Regions from separate parts of the Mus musculus genome. Here regions 2, 3 and 4 are each linked to region 1. A link is a contact called in public Hi-C and HiChIP or PLAC-seq data. All regions are on one chromosome and are shown on one strand. The core of a region is the stretch at or near the end of the contact, and the rest is flanking DNA. Distances in the headings are between cores, read along the strand shown.

Evidence for each region. A called contact is a pair of places that touch in the nucleus more often than the background predicts. HiChIP or PLAC-seq counts read pairs in DNA pulled down with a chosen protein or histone mark.
Region 2: a contact with region 1 is called in an H3K27ac HiChIP or PLAC-seq map of heart atrium, with 7 read pairs. The contact joins two enhancer-like sites. A contact is called at or near these places in 9 of 484 Hi-C or Micro-C datasets (the HL-1 cell line, bone marrow, cerebral cortex and 5 more), 5 of 115 datasets of contacts at active chromatin or transcription factors (bone marrow-derived macrophages, embryonic forebrain, heart atrium and 2 more) and 3 of 9 other capture datasets (adipose tissue, liver and pancreatic islet).
Region 3: a Hi-C map of muscle stem cells shows a contact between it and region 1, with 2.3 times the contacts expected there. The contact joins two enhancer-like sites. A contact is called at or near these places in 1 of 15 datasets of contacts at CTCF or cohesin (pro-B cells), 7 of 484 Hi-C or Micro-C datasets (the N1E-115 cell line, Sertoli cells, embryonic fibroblasts and 3 more) and 11 of 115 datasets of contacts at active chromatin or transcription factors (bone marrow-derived macrophages, embryonic forebrain, embryonic limb bud and 7 more).
Region 4: an H3K27ac HiChIP or PLAC-seq map of stem cell-derived neural progenitor cells shows a contact between it and region 1. The contact joins two enhancer-like sites. A contact is called at or near these places in 7 of 484 Hi-C or Micro-C datasets (the HL-1 cell line, LSK cells, the N1E-115 cell line and 4 more) and 7 of 115 datasets of contacts at active chromatin or transcription factors (embryonic forebrain, forebrain, heart atrium and 3 more).

What each region holds. Positions count from the first base shown.
Region 1 is chr4:97,749,686-97,752,639 of GRCm38.p6, reverse strand. It overlaps Gm38709 (a long non-coding RNA gene), which reads left to right. Exons shown (of 5, transcript XR_003955232.1): 5 at 1-1,993. It also overlaps a transcript of Nfia not described here. Among named protein-coding and RNA genes, the nearest start is that of Gm38709, 26 kb to the left of the region's middle. Within about 2 kb of position 1,394, at least 334 of the 459 cell types and tissues checked have an H3K27ac peak or open chromatin away from gene starts, as enhancers often do. A contact at or near this core is called in the N1E-115 cell line, embryonic forebrain, heart atrium and 3 more, where this site is marked.
Region 2 is chr4:97,886,155-97,889,124 of GRCm38.p6, reverse strand. The region is part of intron 2 of Nfia (nuclear factor I/A); the gene reads right to left. Among named protein-coding and RNA genes, the nearest start is that of Gm19417, 19 kb to the right of the region's middle. Within about 2 kb of position 1,699, at least 6 of the 459 cell types and tissues checked have an H3K27ac peak or open chromatin away from gene starts, as enhancers often do. A contact at or near this core is called in heart atrium, where this site is marked.
Region 3 is chr4:97,952,822-97,955,665 of GRCm38.p6, reverse strand. All of the region lies in intron 2 of Nfia (nuclear factor I/A), which reads right to left. Among named protein-coding and RNA genes, the nearest start is that of Gm40208, 16 kb to the right of the region's middle. Within about 2 kb of position 1,520, at least 14 of the 459 cell types and tissues checked have an H3K27ac peak or open chromatin away from gene starts, as enhancers often do. A contact at or near this core is called in muscle stem cells, where this site is marked.
Region 4 is chr4:97,600,430-97,603,511 of GRCm38.p6, reverse strand. It overlaps a transcript of Nfia not described here. Among named protein-coding and RNA genes, the nearest start is that of E130114P18Rik, 17 kb to the right of the region's middle. Within about 2 kb of position 1,776, at least 68 of the 459 cell types and tissues checked have an H3K27ac peak or open chromatin away from gene starts, as enhancers often do. A contact at or near this core is called in the N1E-115 cell line, embryonic forebrain, heart atrium and 2 more, where this site is marked.

The sequences.
Region 1 (2,954 bases), core at 145-2,644:
TAATGCTAGGGTAGAGTGCAGTGCTAGAATCCCAAGACCAGAGTGTTAAAATGGATCTCAATTTTCTGTTTCCATAACTGCACTTTCTATTTGGCTTATTCCCTTCTTAGGGACCCCATCTCCTGCAGCAGCACAAGAGATTAATAGTTACATCCCTATTTTTCTCAAGATAAAAGCTGTCACTAAATGGTGTTGCAACCAAGTGTCACAACTGTACATACCCCATTGCCATTGTTTATTTAAATTTATCTCTGCAGTTCTTTTATGGACTTGGGAAAGTGTAACAGGTTCTAATTGGTAGGGGGAAAAAATCCAAGTCAGGTATGTTTTACTTTTTTCCGATCAAAGAAAGACTGAGTAAAAGAATAAGCTTTTTGCAGTGTGTTTTTTCCAACACTCTTTTCAGTAGCTGTACGCTTTCCTCCCTTATCCAGTTCCGCTTTCACTTTTCCTCCTCCCAGCCTCGCTAACCCACTTAACAATTCTCCGGCCTGTCCCAGGCCGCTGGTAACGAGCAGAGGACGCCCACGACTCCCCCTAACCACACCGTTCAACTTCAGAAGCTCTTAAGAGAAAAAGTCTTCTTCTCAAAGTGCAGTCGGAGCAAATCATTCCCCCAGAGTTCCCTCCACAGCTGCCGTAGGAAGGACTTCGGTCGATCTTCAAGAGGGGACCCGCGCACAGGACAAGTCCGCCTGTGGCCACAGCAGAACAACCCAGGCCGGAGGTTGACGCCGCCCTACGCGTCCTCCCACCCCACGGGACATCCCGATGACCCGGTCACTCAGCGCTCAGCCACTGTAGGACTGACTCCACTCTTTCCTTCCCTGCTCCGCTTCGCCTCCCGAAGTGCTCCCAGATCAGCTGTGGTGTGATCACTCCCCAACACCCAGCTCCATCGCGTACACCCCAACGTGTGCAAGATGGGGTTCGAATATGGGAACCCAACTTTGCAACGAAAAAGCTCAGGGTCAGGCCGGAGCCAGAGGGAAGAAAGAGCACGAAGAGACCGCACAGGGCGCCGATACCGGGTCCTGAGGAGGCGGTCCTTGTTCCTAAACAGGCCATGCAGGTGCACCCTGCTGCTTTCTCTTGCAAGTCTTTTGAGGTTTGGCCTTTTAGAGCTTTGTAAAGTTGACTCTCCCCCTCCTCTCAATCACAGGGTCACACTAGGAACCACACTGTCCTCAGCCCTTTAATCTCATTACTGACTTTAGGGGAAGGGGTAGAAGGGTGAGGACGGCCTGGGCCGCGGGAGGATTGGGGTTCAAGCACGGCTCAGGAGCGCCACGCTGGGCAGGAAGCGCTCAGAGGTCGGTCACTAGGCTCTACTTCTTGAGAAGTGCTGCTTAACCGCAACCGCTCCGCTCCGCCCACACCAGGGGAGCGGGAGAGAAGTCCCGGGCGAAAAAGACTTTTTTCCTTTAAGAGAAGGCAGCTGGTGACCCGGGTCCTCATCCTTCAAGTTCCCCTAAGCGAAGCAGGGCGCCACCTACAGTCGAGTTCCAACTAGCACGTTGGTGAGAAGGCTGGAGATCCTTTCCTAAGCAAGGCAGGATTTTGGGCACAGCCATCTCATCTCTGTAATCAATCCAGACCAACAGGTCTGTTGGCAGGCAACAGCAGACTAGACCATACCGAAAATTTGCGTTGGGGGCGTGAAGAAGTTGGGAAACAGAACAGTACTAGCTCTGATTGGACTTGTTCGCGCTCTAATGGTTTTGGCTGGATTTTGAACCCAGTATCTCCCCCACGTTTCAGCCAAGGAGAGCAGCAGTCAATTTCATTAGGAAGAGTATTTGTGTGACCTTGGACAAGTTGCTCCGTCACTCACTCTCCTTTTTCTTCCCCTTCAGAACTATAACCGTGAGAGTTTTTTTTTTTTCTAAATTAATGAGATAAAGTAGGTGAGAAACTGCCCATGTTAAGAGCTCCCACCTATTTCTAAAAGGGGGAAAAATCTTCCGAGAAATAAAACTTTAAAGACACTGCATATGTGTTTCCTGTTCCATGAAAGATTAGGTCTCTAGGAGGAAGAGGCGAGAAAGGCAGCCAAGTGGCCCCAATAGCTGATTTGAGCACTGGCTAATCTCCTCATAGACAAAAGAGACATATTAGTGGATGGCTGTGACTACTTAATTATCATTTTACTTTATAAATTGTTAATTACCACATGAACGTCAGAACCATATATGATATACATTATTCCCACTGTAAAGATGAAGACATACAATCCAGAGGTGAAAGCTATAACTACAACTTCAGCAGACTCAAGTCTGTTTCTGAACCTGCTTTTGATATGTAGTAGTATTAAGTTCTTCGAAATCAGATTAGGTGTTTTACATAGGAGGACAGGTTTTGTCTTTCATAGCACCTCTGAAAAGAAGAACTGTGAGTTCCCAAGGGGATTGGAGGGCCAGGGAGGTCAAGGGAGTCACTTTTGTGGGAGCTGGAGAGGCAAGGGTTTGTTTCATTTTACAATTCTAGGTTATGTGCATCAGTAAGGGAAGGCAGGGTGAGAACCTGAAGATAGGAACTGAAGCAAAAGCCACAGGGAAAGTTGCTTCCAGGCTGGCTATTGGCTTCCCTGCCTATTTTTCAAGGGAGTCATTTTAAGAATCAGCAGAGCAGGCCCGCAGAGAACCCTCCTCTGACAACATGAAAGTGACTTCAACTGGCACCTGTGTTGGGACACTTGTAAAAGTTCTCAATCCAAGTCAGGCAGGGGACTTGGCTCCTTAGTGGTTGTGCCATGCTGAAGGGGTGACAGAGGCTCGCTCTTGCAGCCCAAGAAGTGGTGATGATTGCAGTGTTTCCTTAGAAAATCTTGACAGTGGATGAAAGAGCAGGGCACAGAGGCAGTAGGAAAAGCCAGAGACAGACTGACTTATACTTCTATCAATATAATTAGTCTATGCTTACCTCACGGCCCACACAGCCAAATCTCATCAAAC
Region 2 (2,970 bases), core at 450-2,949, 140 kb before region 1:
CTACCTTCTGAACACTGGAATTAGAGAGGGATGCTGTACCCACACAGCATGTATATGGGTTCCAGGTACCTAAACTTGCAGTTGTGTATCAAGCACTCTGCCCACTGAGCCATTCTTCAGCTCAGTCAGGGCCAGCTCTGCCTAGTCTCATAGCTTTCTCTATCCCTGCTTTCACTGTTAGAAATGAAAGAATTGGATCCAGTAGCAAACTCTTGGCCAGCAGCTCCAAATATTCTTGATTCTAAAATCTACGACACTTTGACAGTATGACTAATATATCCATGAGAAAGTATCATGTCTAAGCTTAAACAAACACCAAGATGATAAAATACAGCTCTAAGAGAAATCTGTTCAAAGGACTTCAGAAAAACGGACACACTCTATACACCAGCTCCCTAAAGTATGGGTTGCAACCCGACTAGGAGTTATATCAGTGAACGTGGGGTTCGAAAAAACTTTGTCAAAAAGAGAAAAAAAACCCACAATAACCAAAAATTACCTCAAGTAAAATGCGTAATAAATGTGAGGCATTTCTAGCACTGCTCACCATGTGTAACATGGAAGGATCACACTGCATGCCCACTCTGCACTGCAATCATGGTCACACACACAACATCAGGGGACACTGAAACACTGCAGCTCAGATTAAAGGCTACCGTGTATTATGAATCCCAGCATTTTGACTGTGCATACAAATTGCCCACTCCTATAGAAACGTAGTGGAAAACAAATTTGGATTTCATAAATCATTTAATGAATTTGACTTGGGATTAGGAGAGAACTACCAACAGTTTCTAAAACGGTCCTCAACACACTTTTGCCTTTTAACATGTGTATTTATGGAAAGCGGAACTCTTAGCACTGATGATCATAAAACCAAAATCTCAATCAACTTGAAATTACTGAAGATGTTTTGCATCTACATCACACTCAGTAAGATTTAGTTCTTTATGTAAAAACACAAAAGCAATTCCATCTCACTAGTATACAGATTTGATTTTTATCTTTAGTAAATGTGAAATTACACACACACACATACACACACACACACACACATAAATTTGTCAAGGAATTGTTGAAATTATAATTAATTATAAGTGAAATTTTGGTTATATATCTTTTGATATACTAATACAGCCAGATGATGTAAATTTTTCTTGGGTAAAAAGGGGGTCATGTGTGGACAAGTTTAAGGCCTGCTCTCCATCACATGGTCCAGGCCTTACTAACATTCTTTGGCATATAAATATACTATTGCAAATGCCTGGGCTCAAATCCACTTCTGTAACCTTTATCCTACCAGTATGATCCTGGGTAAACTTATTCATGTATCTGTGTTTCCAATTCCTCATCTGCAGAATGGGTAGCCATTATAACCTAGTTAAATTGACAACAATATACATTTATATTTTACATTGGGATTTAAATCAACTGATATGGCCAAGTATTTGCCCACCACTACTAAGCTTTGTCAATAAAGTAAAGAGTATTTGAGCCAATAAAATACAGCCCTCCTGGCCAGAATGGTAAGTCTCAGGAAAGAGTCATTGAAGTGATGGACTGAGCAAATTATAAAAGAGAAAAAAGCTTGGCCTAAATGTTTGCAGCATCGCTGAGCATATGTCAGAAGAATGTTCACACAGCAACAGGATGGATGGGAAGAAAGAGAAGCAGCTGGGTTTGTTCTACCAAAGTCAAGGTCAGTGTCCAGTCTCCAAATAGCTTCTTTATCTTCAGTAACCACATCAACTCAAGGGCCACAGTGAGCTATAGCAAATATAGCACAGACACTCAGAGCTAGAGATGAAACCAGATGTTAGTGCCTTTTTACTCCTTTGCCTTCTAAGGAATGAAGATGAAGCCACACACCCTGAAGCTTACCCATCCAGGATTGCACAGAAAGACCTCTTATTATTTTCCCCTAGAACGTCCTCCTGCTATGTCATATGTCAGAATTATCTTACACGAATACTCTAACTACAAATAGATGCATGGATGAGACTGTGCATAGAAAATTCTATATTCCAGAACTGCTTTCTAGAAACTGGATGTGAAGCAACTTGAGTAATTTCTAGTCCCCCAGACGACTGGACCTTGTTCACCCATCAAAACCCAATTTTAATTTTGATCTTTTTAGCCCTTGTGGAATCGAGAACCTAAGACAGCTGAGTAATGAGGAGCTCCTCTCTATCAGACCCTCTTCAAGGATGGCAGCAGAAAAGCAGATAGCACATTACTAGGGCAGTCCAGACAGAGAAGAGCCCCCACTCCAGTTCACCTTAGAAACGTGGGTGTGTGGTGTCAGCAAACAACTCCTAGGATATATAGTGGTAGGGGCAAAACATCAGGGCAAAACTGAGGGCTCTCTTGTCGAAGTGGGAATTCTCAGTCCACAGCAAGTGTGCACCCTTAAAAGACTACCCTAACACAGGTTTCACTGCCAAGTGGCCCAACTGGAGCCTGGTAAATGGTCAAAACATTTTTCTAAATGTCCAATAACCATTAAAAGACCTGGATCCTACCAAAATTACATTTTTCCTTCTGTTTCTTTCTCTTTTTTTTCTTTAAGTCAGTCTGAATACCAGTTATTGAGCATTCACTGTTACAAAGAGCTGTCAGAAGCACTAAGAAAACATGGTCCCAGTGTTCAAGAAAACACAGCCTGGTAGAGATGAATTCACACACAACTGACTACCATGGAAGCCAGACGTCGCTAGCATAAGGCAACGTAAGCCATGTGTGATGGCAAAAGGAAGAGAAAGCAGTAGGCTAACCGAGGAAGGATGGACAGATGAGCAGGCATTCCCCTTCTTGTTCCATAAAATATCTGGGGCATCGTGAAGGCTAAGTGGGATGTACTGGGCAGCCCAGCAGAAGAGCCCAGAGAAAGGAGGCATCCACACTGGACACAGGCGTTTCTGTTTTATAGCATGGAGTGGGTAAATTCTCTTGTGGACCTCTGTGCTTTGC
Region 3 (2,844 bases), core at 271-2,770, 200 kb before region 1:
TTTATTTCTAGAATGAGATAGAAGGAACTTTAAAAGAATTTTATAGAATAAGAAGCAAGCATACTTATATGTTTGGGAGAAAAGAAAAAAAAATCATGTGCCACATCTCAAAGAGAATTCAGAGATTTAAGACAACAGACAGAAATAATTATTTGAAATTAAAAAATTTAGAACATCTCTATGTATGTAAAATGTGAATTCTAACTTCTACCTTGATGTCACAGGTTCAGAATTAGCTATTTTTAATTTGACTTCATCTCAGCAAGAAGCCAACGTCAAGAGTTACAACATATAACCATGACCAAACTGAAAGAGTGACTGACTCTGGGACCTAGCCATAGCGTCTCTTGTCTTTCCTAGAGACACTAAACAAAGAAGTGATGCTCCCAAGGACCTTTCACCTAGAAATATTAATCTGTGATATTAAAAGACTCCCAGCTTTCAGACAATGGGTATCTTAATCATAAAAAGGGTTATGTCTACTTTAGAATTTTCAGACAATATTAACCTGGTAAATACAACAAAAAATTCTGATGAGTCAACAATTAAAATATAAGAAGCCATAAAGAAACGGTTTTTAAAAATTTAACTCTAGCAAAAGAGCCTTTCTTATATCCTGACAATTGCTATTTGTTACAATAAACAAAACCAGAAGTCTTAACGTATCAAAAGCCTGTAGAGGAGCCCTTTCAGAATGAACTGCAAAGACAAACACCAAGCCTGTGCCTAAACCTTGGAGATGCAGCTAAACTTATAGTGAAATCATATTTTAAATTCTAACGACAGAAACTAGTATTATAATAGACCAACTAAATAAAATATAGCTAATTCCTTCTTTTTCTAAGATCCTATTTTTTTCACAAAAAATTACAAGTTAAACATTTCAAAACTATTTCAGTCTGTTTTCAGAGAGTCGTACTGTCATTATTTTTATTCTAGACAAATCTTAAACCTTTCATTACATAAAATTTAAGGAAAATATCTAAATCTATGTTAAAGAGATTCCTTTTGATCACCCTGGAAAACAGATGAATTTTTGCCAGACATAACATTTGGCTTAAAACCATACAAACAAATGTTCTGATACCTTAGCTCAAATTATTCCTATAGGTGTGACATCTTTATAAGGAGTGCTTCTCCATAAATCAGTGGAAAGTATCTTTTCTGTCAATTAATTGAGGTACACAAGAGACAATGGGATTAAATATTTATTCATCAATATTAATGAAAATAGGGATAATGAACCCAAAACGTTTTTATAAAACCTGGAAGCAAACATCTCTTTTCGTTTCACTTTTTTTGTGTAAGATATTCATTTCATTGCCCTACCTCTAGAGAAACAGAAAATACGAGCAGTAAGAGCTGAAGGAGGCATTTTCAAAGCTAGTTTAAAATTTCAAGCCACAGAAGAGTGTCCAGGAGCTGAATGGGATGGAAAGGCTCGGGCTTGGTCTACAAGGGTCCGGGCATGAGCATCCATGGAACACTGAGACACAAACACTAAGAAGAGGCATCTAGCCAAGCAGGGAACGAGCGGAGCATGAATTCTCTGTTTTATTCAAAACCCGGAGAATGTTACCACCCCAGGCCGTCTAGCTCAAATATTCTATCCCAGGAAAGCTCAAGCAAAGCCAAGGCTCTACATGAAACCCGAGTGCCCTAAATCTTTTGATAATTATTCTCTATCCGTCCTGGTCCTGGTGCTGTTCCACGAGGAGGAGACACAGCCCCTTGCTCGAATGGAAAAGGTCACAGATGCTGTTAAGTACGGAGCCAACCAGATGACCAGAATTACAAATTAATTTCTATCCACACACAACTGATACAAAAGGAAGCCCTCCTAAGCACTTCTGTCAAAACACTATCAAAACGAATACTTTACTCTTCTCCTTTTTCTACTTTTTAGGGACCTGGCAGAAGACTTCGTGTATTTCTGTTTTGGACAATTATTGTTTGATTTCTGGCCACTTGAAATAATTACACACACCCCCAAACAAACAAACAAAAAACAAACTCACTTACATAAAATAGGATGGCCCTTTCATACAGGAAGTTCTCAATCCCTGTATAGCAGACTAGTGGCTTTCTTCAACAGCTCTCTGGTTAAAAGCTGTATTTTACAAGGATAAGAACATTACTTAAAGCGTATCTAAACGATGGTGTACAAAGTACATTAGGGTTATCTGTTTTTCTCTATAAATAGGGATTTTTTGTTTGTTTGTTCAATGGATCTCAAACATCAATCTAACCTTGAAAAGTGATATTTCTTTGGGTTCCTAAAAAATGTATGAGCATACATTTAAAACTAAAATAGACAGGGTTTGCATAAAAAGCTGGGTGAAGACCTCTTAAGTGAACTGGTAGCCATTTATCTACGCATTTTTATGGCATCTACAACTATATTGCTGCAGTACTCAGATAAAGATAGTCCACTCTCAATATAATCACCAGAGAAAGAATAATAATAATAATAATAATAATAATAATAATAATAATAATAATAATAAATCCTAATGCCGACATATTGGTATCTGTGCCTTTGACTCGGACAAGATGAAGAGAACCTGAGTTTGTTGTTTATACACACATTCAATCCCTGAAATCTTAACCCTGTTCCCTTTCAAAGAGTACATTTTTGGCAGAAAGAAAATGACAAAAAACATGCTAATGTGGTAAAAGTGATGAGGGAAAACCATAGGTGTCACTTTTCTATATTTTATATTAATTAAGCTTCATGAAAAGATGGCATATTGCCAATCTTCCTGTCCTTGACCTAGAACTAATCCCTTTCCGTCTGATCCATCTTTCATTGTACACACATCTCTCCTGATGCAGCTGACGGAG
Region 4 (3,082 bases), core at 527-3,026, 150 kb after region 1:
TTGAACAATCCACCTAGCTACCAATGGATAAATAGATGGTTGACATGTGACCTGTACCTATAGATGCAGTGGTATCCCAAAGAGAATGGAAGTTTTGACAAGTGCTACAACATGATGCTAAGTGAGTCAAAAAGCAAGGAGCAGACAAATATTTATGATTGCACTTACACAAGGCACAGAGCACATCGGACATACACACAGAAAGTTGAGTGTGGAATATTGAGTACTGGGACATGGTGCGGGGATTGCATTTTAATAGGTGTAGACTTTTAGGTGAAAAATTTTGATGGTGATGGTTGTACAATAATATTAATGCATTTAATATCACTGCACTATATACTCATCAAAGGGTAAAATAGTAACTTTAATTTTTCTATTTATCTGTCTATGATCTTCTATCTATCTATCTATCTATCTATCTATCTATCTATCTATCATCTATCTATGAATATCTATCTTAACACACACACTTACACAAACCAGAACTTTCCATCTCTAAAACAAAACAAAACAAAACAAAACAAAACAAAACAAAACAAAACAAAGCAAAACAAACAAAGTCAAACCCTTTCTACCCGAGGAGCCAATGGGCAGCAGGTTAGAAGTGTGAAAATGACTGGAGGCTTGGGACTAGTTTAATCTCTTGAGACACCAACAGATTCTCAGTGCCCACCTTCGTAGTAAAAGTGTGTTCGGTGAGGGTGCTGACGGCCTGCTGGCACTCTCCCAGGGATGGGGAACTGCATGGCAGCTGCCCAGCCCCCAGGGCATGGTGTTCCTGAGCTTGTCAGTGAGTCAACCATCTGGCACCCAGGGCTCAGGGTTCCCAATCTCTGCCTTGAATACTTTTTGAATTTGTGTGAATCTGGGCATGGTCTTCCTAAAATCTCTCCCATAATGCTGGTTCTCTTTCATTATTGCTTTTGGGTTTTTACATGAATCCAATCCTGAACAAAGAAATGTCTTCTGTCACAGGGTAACTTAAAGGTTGTTCCTTCCAGATACATTATTTCCAGCAATAATAGGAGTACTAATAAAGGCCGTCTAGGTCAGATGCCTACTGTTTTGATGAAGATGGGAAGTTCTTTTTATGTAAGTGACACTTGTAGATATTGTTTCAGGACCTAGAAAACTTTGCAGAGATGAATAGCTAAAGGCCAGAAGTGAATTTTCATTGTGATGAAACAGCCTATCATTCCTAAAGTTAGGGCTTGTGTCTTATTTCCTATGTGGCCTTGGTCCCTGCCATTCCATAGCTCAGGACCTGATAGGTGTCCAGAAGATCTTGCCAGAAGACTCCATGAATGTACCGAAACCTTTCTATTAATTGCTTTATAGTCTGTGGGAAAAAGATGGGGCTGGAATTCTTTCTGATTTCCATAACAGAACCTTAATATATACAGCAATCTTCCCTGTGAAATTCTGTCTGGGGCCTATACACCTGTGAGATTAAATACATTGAAGTCAACAAGCTCCTAGCTTGGTGGGCTCAATGCCTTGGGGATCCTAGGAGGGGAAGTTGTTAGTCTTCATCAGAAAACTGGGAAACTGTCAGGGGAAGGGTGTCCTACCCCACTCTCCCTCTCTATAGTCTCCTAACTCATTCGCCTTCCTATCATCTTTGAAGCCTTCCTGCAGGAGCCCTTTGCCACTGCAGCGTCGTCCGTCCCTCCGCCACCCTTTGTTGCCTTTGTCAGGTGATTCTCTGCTCCTAGACTCTGTTCAGGCAGACTTTCATCACATGGCTTTCTGTTACTATCTTATCAGGCAACCCCACTCCTGCTCTCTCCTTCTCAGCTTGCTTGAGCCTTTAGTAACAGGGCGCTCCCTCCACCCTCCCTGCCTCCACCCTCATTCAAACAGCCTCTCATTCCCTCCTCTATCACAGTCTGCTCTGTTTCCTATTAGGGGAGTGTGCATTTTAAATGTCTTAGCAGCGTCTGTCTCTGCGGCCACCCCCTCCCTGCCCCTTCCCAGTGAGTCAGACACTAGAGCAGGAGCATCAATTTACAGTTGCTGGCCAGATACCAGATGTTCTGGGTGGAAGCAAACTGTCATAGAAAATGTTTGTCATTTCAGATAAAGATCAATGCTAAACGTGGTAAGGATGGAAAGGAACAAAAAGGAGCTACAGTTTTCATTGTTATCATAATTAATAACAGTCATGAGCAACCTACCCCCCCTTATCCCGTTAGAAATGGTTATAAACATTTTCCCCCTTGAAGCGTCCCCAGTAGGCAGTCTTTATCACACCGGACTAACATGTCTGGTAAGGGATTTAAGTGGATAACAGAAAAAGGTGACGGGATACACAGGTGGAATATTTCTTATCTAAATGCTTGGAAATAAAAGTGCTGCAGACTGGAAAATTTTGTATTTTGTACTATGTGCACATTACAAGTTCTGTTTCTTGGGATGAGGCACTAGACTAAACAGACAATTTGTTTATGTTCATTAAACATGTGGCTTATGCAATAGTTTTAATACTTTCATGCATAAAGTGATTTTTTTTTATGGTATAGAATTATGTTGGCTCTCTAAGAGTTTTGGACCTTGGAGGATTTGGGGTTTTCCCTTCCCAGAGTGAGGATGTGCTAACCAGAATCTCTGGAGAAAGTTCTTCTTTGGCATAAAGCTACCATAGACTACTAGGATGGAACACCATGGGGACGCCAGCGTAGTCCAGCTTAACCTCTTTACTCAGGGACGGTGTGACTCAGAGTGGGGATCTTCTGCTGCTTCAAAGTGCCACAGCACGGCAAGCTAGTATTGTTTACTATGAGGTTTTACTTGGATAACCTTCTTTTGCAAATAACTTGTCAAAGATAGAGCAAAACTCAGAATATCAACCTGGTTGGTCCAGCGTGTAGAGACACTTTCTCTAGATCATTGGGGATCAGTGCTTTTCAAAGTGTGCTTCCTGAACACGGTGCTTAGCTATTATTACAAAGTCCAGAGGTCTCTAATGATGCTTTTATAACCAAAGATGCTTCAAAAATAATTGTAATGACTTTTTTTTTTTTGAAACAGGATCTGGCTAGGATACCTAGGCTGATTTTGAATTCAGACTCTCCTACCTCAA